Linked DNA regions of Zea mays: region 2 is linked to region 1. Evidence: chromatin contacts called from public Hi-C data. All regions are on one chromosome and are shown on one strand. Each heading gives the region's core, a stretch centred on a gene start, on an enhancer-like site or on the middle of the called end of the contact. The rest is flanking DNA. Distances are from core to core; before and after follow the strand shown. Region 1 holds the start of LOC100285854 (SC3 protein). Region 2 holds the start of LOC100384761.

Region 1 (2,700 bases), core at 123-2,622:
ATTAAGCTTCATGTTATTAGATTGATCTTATACGATTAGATCTATATCACTCACCCGATTGCTACGTTCCACGACATGTGGTTGTAACATGTGCATACGACAACTCGAAAGTCTGATACACATTTGGCACCGTGTCTTACATGCTTCAGTCGCATTATTTGTTTTGGATAGACTTCTTTGGAGTTCTCGATCCATGTTTGCGTGTATGATCATTGGGTCTTGGTCACAGATGCTCCTAGGTTAATGACTTTTTTGTTTATTTGGCCCTAGCTCTGGTTTATAGTTTGGGTAGTTCTGATGTCATTTTGGCTTGTTATCACACATTTGGTTGTACATGCGCCATGTGTCGATCTAGGGCCACTAATCTTCTAAATCATGCTTTAGGCATATCTACTTCCTTTTCAGTCGCTTTCGATGCACGTTTATGTTCATTTATTTGTTTTCTACCAACTTAAAAAGATAATCGACTTAAGAAAGTCGATCAGTACAACCAACATAGATACATGATTTGACTGGAATTTGGCGTTTAATCTATTGTTGTACATGTACATAGCGATCTACTGACCATAACACACTCCCTATGTCTGACAGATAAAACTAGGTGGCAAGCATAGAACCCTTAGGCCTAGTTTGGATACTCTAGTATTGATCCTAATCCACATGTATTGAGGTGGATTGGGGTGTAACTTAAACTATTTTATACCCTAATCCATCTCAACATATGTGGATTGATGTCAATACTAGAGTACTCAAACAAATCCTTACTCGGCTCCACTTATAGTATGTAGAGAAGTTGTGTTTTAAGTGATAACTATCATATACTCGTGCATTGTTACAGTTTTTATATATATGATATATGATAAATTTTGAATTAATAAAACATAAAATATATGTTTTCTATTGATTAGATGGGTGTAAATGTGGAGCCAACAACTAAGGTTCAAACACCCACTTATACATAATTTCACCTTATTTTTTATATAAACTCTCCTATTATATTAGTAGAGAAAAAATTATATGAGTGTGGGTTGATTCTAAAGAAATGTAAGATTTTTTTAAAAAAAATATTGACGTGAAATTACCGTTAAAACTGATGTTCTAATATAGTAGAGATAGAGAAGAGATAAATATATTCGTATATCGCGCGCTACACATCGTAACCGTGTGGACCCAACATTTCCTATGAATTTAACGGGCCCACGAGATACGGGGGAACAGCAGTGAGAAAAAACCAGCAGTGTATATGACAAAAAGGCAAAGTTTGGCCCACGAACGGTTACTGGCCGGACATGTCACATGTGGTTCCGTGTAGGTTCACCCGCCTCTCCTTCGCAATACGGCAAAGAGGAGTCGACACCGCCCGCCCCATGTACTCGGTGTCGGTGTGGTCCTGTGGGCGCGGCGCTGCGTGTGGGCGCTCCTCTGTTCGGCAGGAATCCTCGTTGCCTCCTCACTACTCCAATCTCCATCGCCATTGTCGGCGCAAGCAAAGGGGCGGAGCAGCATGGCGGGGCGCTATGACGGCAACCCCTTCGAGGAGGAAGACGTGAACCCTTTCTCGGTACGCGCGCCCAATCCTCCGCCTCCCTCATCTTGGCGATCCCACCATTGCCCGGGCACATATCTACTTTCCTTATTTGGCACCGGGTTTTTTCCGAGAATCAGTGGGGTATTCGCTACTTCACTCCTCTTTGGATCTGGACGGGGCGCAGATCTGACCACGTCTCGGCGATGGCTTGCAGTATCGCCGTCACCGACACCGCTAGTGCATTTTTTCTCCTTTTTTCTAGCCTAATGATGCAATGCTGCCCTTGAACCTATTGTGCGTGGCTGTGGTTGAAGTTTTTATTGATGGGTTTCCTTGGTAGCAACAAACGCGCGGCAAGGCTGGCGGGCAATCCAACTTTGGCGGTGGCGCGTTTTATATGCCTGTGAGTTGTTCTGTTCTTATGAGCTATGCGACCCCTGTGGTATGGTACATCGTATTGCTTGTCTGCTCAATATTGTATTGTTTCTGCTGAAATGTAGAACCCCCAAAACGTGCCTCCGACATCCAATTCACGCCTTTCGCCGCTCCCTCCTGAACCGGCAGACTTCAGTGCTACAGTGGATATACCCCTTGACTCGTCAAAGGTGCATATGAATGTGCATTGCTTTCGCACATGCAAAATGTGGCTATAATGAACACACTTACTAGGACATGCTGTTCAGCACAACCAATAACTTGTGATTTGTGGATATCCAGGACCTGAAGAAAAGAGAGAAGGAGCTGCAAGCAAGGGAAGCGGAATTAAACAAGAGGGAGAAGGTATGCTGCACATGACATGACACATGCATCTACATCTATATCAGTTTTAATTAAACACAACACAATCACGGCTCCTTTTTTAAGCTTGAGATAATTGGTTTTGTTGTTGTTCAGATGGTTGCTTTATTTTTTGTTCCTTGCCTACTGGGCTTAAATGTGAATTGGAATTCACTTATTAAATCCCTACTAGACTCTACTTCGCTGCCCCAAATTGTATTTTTTTCTGCTGTACTCTGATATAATTGGATGAACCTATGAAAAACTGTCGCATTTTCTGACTGTTGTATCTGTTATATTAACTAGGAACTAAAACGGAGAGAGGAGGCTGCAGCAAGAGGTAAATGCTCATCGTTTCTTGCATAGTTTTCAAGTCGTCTGGTCGTTGATGGTGA
Region 2 (2,875 bases), core at 86-2,585, 410 kb before region 1:
TTCTTTGATCCTTCTAATTTTTGTGCCGCTATAGTGTTAGGATTTGTGTGTATCCTCGTCTAGCCTATGTTCATAAGGCGTCGCCTCGCCACGCGCCTAATTTGCCTAGGCGTCCAGAAGGTGGCGGAACGCCGCACCTCGCCTTACCGCCTTAATAACTATGTGCATGGGCTTGTATGATGTTTCCATTTAATGTTGAATGTTGTTGACCCTGTGAAAAAGATAGTATGTTATTTTAGCATCTTTCTATATTGATGAGGTATGGGGTTTCAATGTTTTGTATTTGGTACTTACTTTTACGATTCAAATGATCATGTCTACTATAATGTTAGTGGGTATGGGTACCCGCTACACATGGTGGGTATGGGTATGGCGTAATTTTGTACCCATGATGGGTAGCGGGTATGAGGCATTTTTCTCTAGTGGGTACGGGTATGGCTTTGTGTGCGGTGTGCCCATTGGGTACCTTACCCACTACCATCCCTACCTCCAATCCCCTTCAATCCACCCCTAACCGAACATAATAATTAATAGTGTGCTCCTCTTGTGTGAACTTGAAAATAAGCAAATAGTGCACACAATTTCAATGGCTATAATAACATGTAAGCAGAAATTTGTGCAGAAACCATGCAATGTGCATCGTCATGCCATTGCTAGTTACTGTATCGCACTTCATTAATGCACACATGGTTATTTCTGGGCTCCCCTCTGTTCAACTCAAAATCATTGCATTGTAAATCGCACAGCCTACTCAGCAAGAAACCATCTCGATCACAGATATTCAGCATTTATAGAATCGCATAGCTCTACGGGCATTGCAAAATCAAACGCAAAGGTAGGGCCATGAAACCCTATCCTCAATATTAGGTCGAGACAGTTATTCGGCGCCGATCGGGCCCTAGGGCCATGTCCTAATCCGTATCCTAGTTGGTCTGGAGCTGTAAACACGAGCTAGGGTTTGACAGGGTGCGGGGTACGTACCTCGGGCGAGAAGGTGCACGGAGAGCGGGTCCGAAGCTCGTCGGCGACGGTGGCCCACGCGGCGCTCCCGTGCCGGAGCACTGCGCCGCCCAGCACCAGCTCCTCCCACGTCCCCCAGCCACCGCCGCCGCCGCCCCCTCCCACCGCCACCACCACCATCGGTTGCCGGCTCTGGTCGACTTGATCGCCTGAGAGACAGGCGGTGGATAGCCAGTATGAGTCGGAACTCGGAAGGAGAGGTGGACGAGGTGTCGGGTCGTCGCGGTATCGGGGCGGTGGTATGGTACTCTGGTTTCCCTGCCCCGCCTGCTGTTTTTTCGGGTTTAGTTCGCGTGGGCGTGGCGTGGGATGATGGATTTTCATTTATGGGCTCCTATCCTATTCCTGGGTCTGGGTGGTTTGTGGTTTTGTGCGGCGCCTCGGACTCGGGCGGGAGAGCGTGCGTGACGTGGGGACCTGGTTGGTGGGCCCCCACACCTCCATCTTTTCTTCCCGTTGCGACAGTGTAGTAGTGCATTGGAATTCGGAATCGTATGACCCGACGGGGACTTGAATAGGGTCTGTGAGGGCTGGTTTAGCGGACAGTAAAATAGAGGGGAGGGATCTAGAGTCTCTTCTATAAATTCCCTCCATTTATTTATCCATTAAAGGCTAGTTTAGGTACTCTAGTATTAAATTGGTTTGGAAGGATTCGAGAGTGTATAAATCTCCAATAAATCAAAAACTCCCACAATACATCTCAATTAACTCTAATCTCTTTAATTACTAAAGTATCCAAACTAGGCGAGTTCGGTTCTACTCCAATCCATATAGATTGAGGGGAATTAAGGATGTTTTAATTCCTATAAAATGAAATCTCTGTCAATCCATATTAATCCCCTCCAATATATATGGATTGAAAATAACCGAACAAGCTCTAAACCAGTCTCCAAATGGAATTGGATTGCAGGGGTGGACGACAAGCATGGATTGGACCAGAAAATTTTCAGCGGCATCTCAACAAACGGTGGACGTGGAGTGAAATCAATCGTCAATAGGATCACAAATGGTCTAATATATTTGTTAGACTTCTTGGTATTTACATTATAGTCTAGATAACCACGCTTAATCACACCAAGTGATCTGGAACCGGGCACTGAGAAATGTATTTTTCAGACTACAGAATTACAACAATGATCATCAGATATTCAGAGGAACATTACTGGCAAATGGCAATGGACAAAACGCGGTGCAGTCTTTGCATCCTGCTACTGTGTTCCATCCATCTTGCCTTGGCCAAAATATCCTACTACTACCGCATCAACCATCAATGATCATCAAAGCGTCTTGCAACGTGGCTAAAGAACTGGATCTGGCAAGAAGCTCCAAAACGAGGTGCATTCTTGAATTCTAAGCACGGGCCTCCACATTTTCCCCTTCCTACATGAAAGCCCTTGATACACTGCTTACCATGCTTGAGTTAAGTCTTGTACAACTTTTTTTTGAAGTAAAGGTTAAATGTAGGGGGGCCTACAGTATTTTATTGCTTAAGGAAACAAGAGTGGGGTAAAGATACAGGAGGGTGAGTACAGAAGAAAAAAATTAGAGTTACAGAGCAGAATAAAGAAGCCAGACTCTAATTTTATCCCATATTACTGGCTTAACTCGATGACTAAGAAGATTCATTTCAGATTTGAACATATCTCGACAACCTTCCACCGTGGGCGGGGTCTCATTGAACACCCAATTATTTCTGCATTTCCAAATGCCCCAGGTCAATAAGATTATGGCTTCAAGTTTCCAAGGGACTTGCCAACGTCTTCTGATTCTTAAAATGGTGTTGAATAAATCCGCAGAACGAGAAGGAGAGATTCCAACCAAGGACCAACATCTCTTAGCAAAATTGCATCTGAAA

Evidence for each region. Hi-C and Micro-C count contacts between places; a contact is called where the count stands out from the background.
Region 2: a contact with region 1 is called in a Hi-C map of leaf, with 4 times the contacts expected there. The contact joins the promoter of LOC100384761 here to the promoter of LOC100285854 in region 1. A contact is called at or near these places in 16 of 25 Hi-C or Micro-C datasets (bundle sheath, ear, endosperm and 5 more) and 1 of 3 datasets of contacts at active chromatin or transcription factors (leaf).

The regions. Positions count from the first base shown.
Region 1 is chr2:211,910,045-211,912,744 of Zm-B73-REFERENCE-NAM-5.0, reverse strand. LOC100285854 (SC3 protein) reads left to right here and starts at 1,372. Exons shown (of 13, transcript NM_001158744.2): 1 at 1,372-1,561; 2 at 1,869-1,931; 3 at 2,029-2,133; 4 at 2,246-2,308; 5 at 2,612-2,645. The coding sequence starts at 1,505.
Region 2 is chr2:212,321,757-212,324,631 of Zm-B73-REFERENCE-NAM-5.0, reverse strand. LOC100384761 reads right to left here and starts at 1,335. Exons shown (of 5, transcript NM_001177219.1): 1 at 982-1,335. The coding sequence starts at 1,140.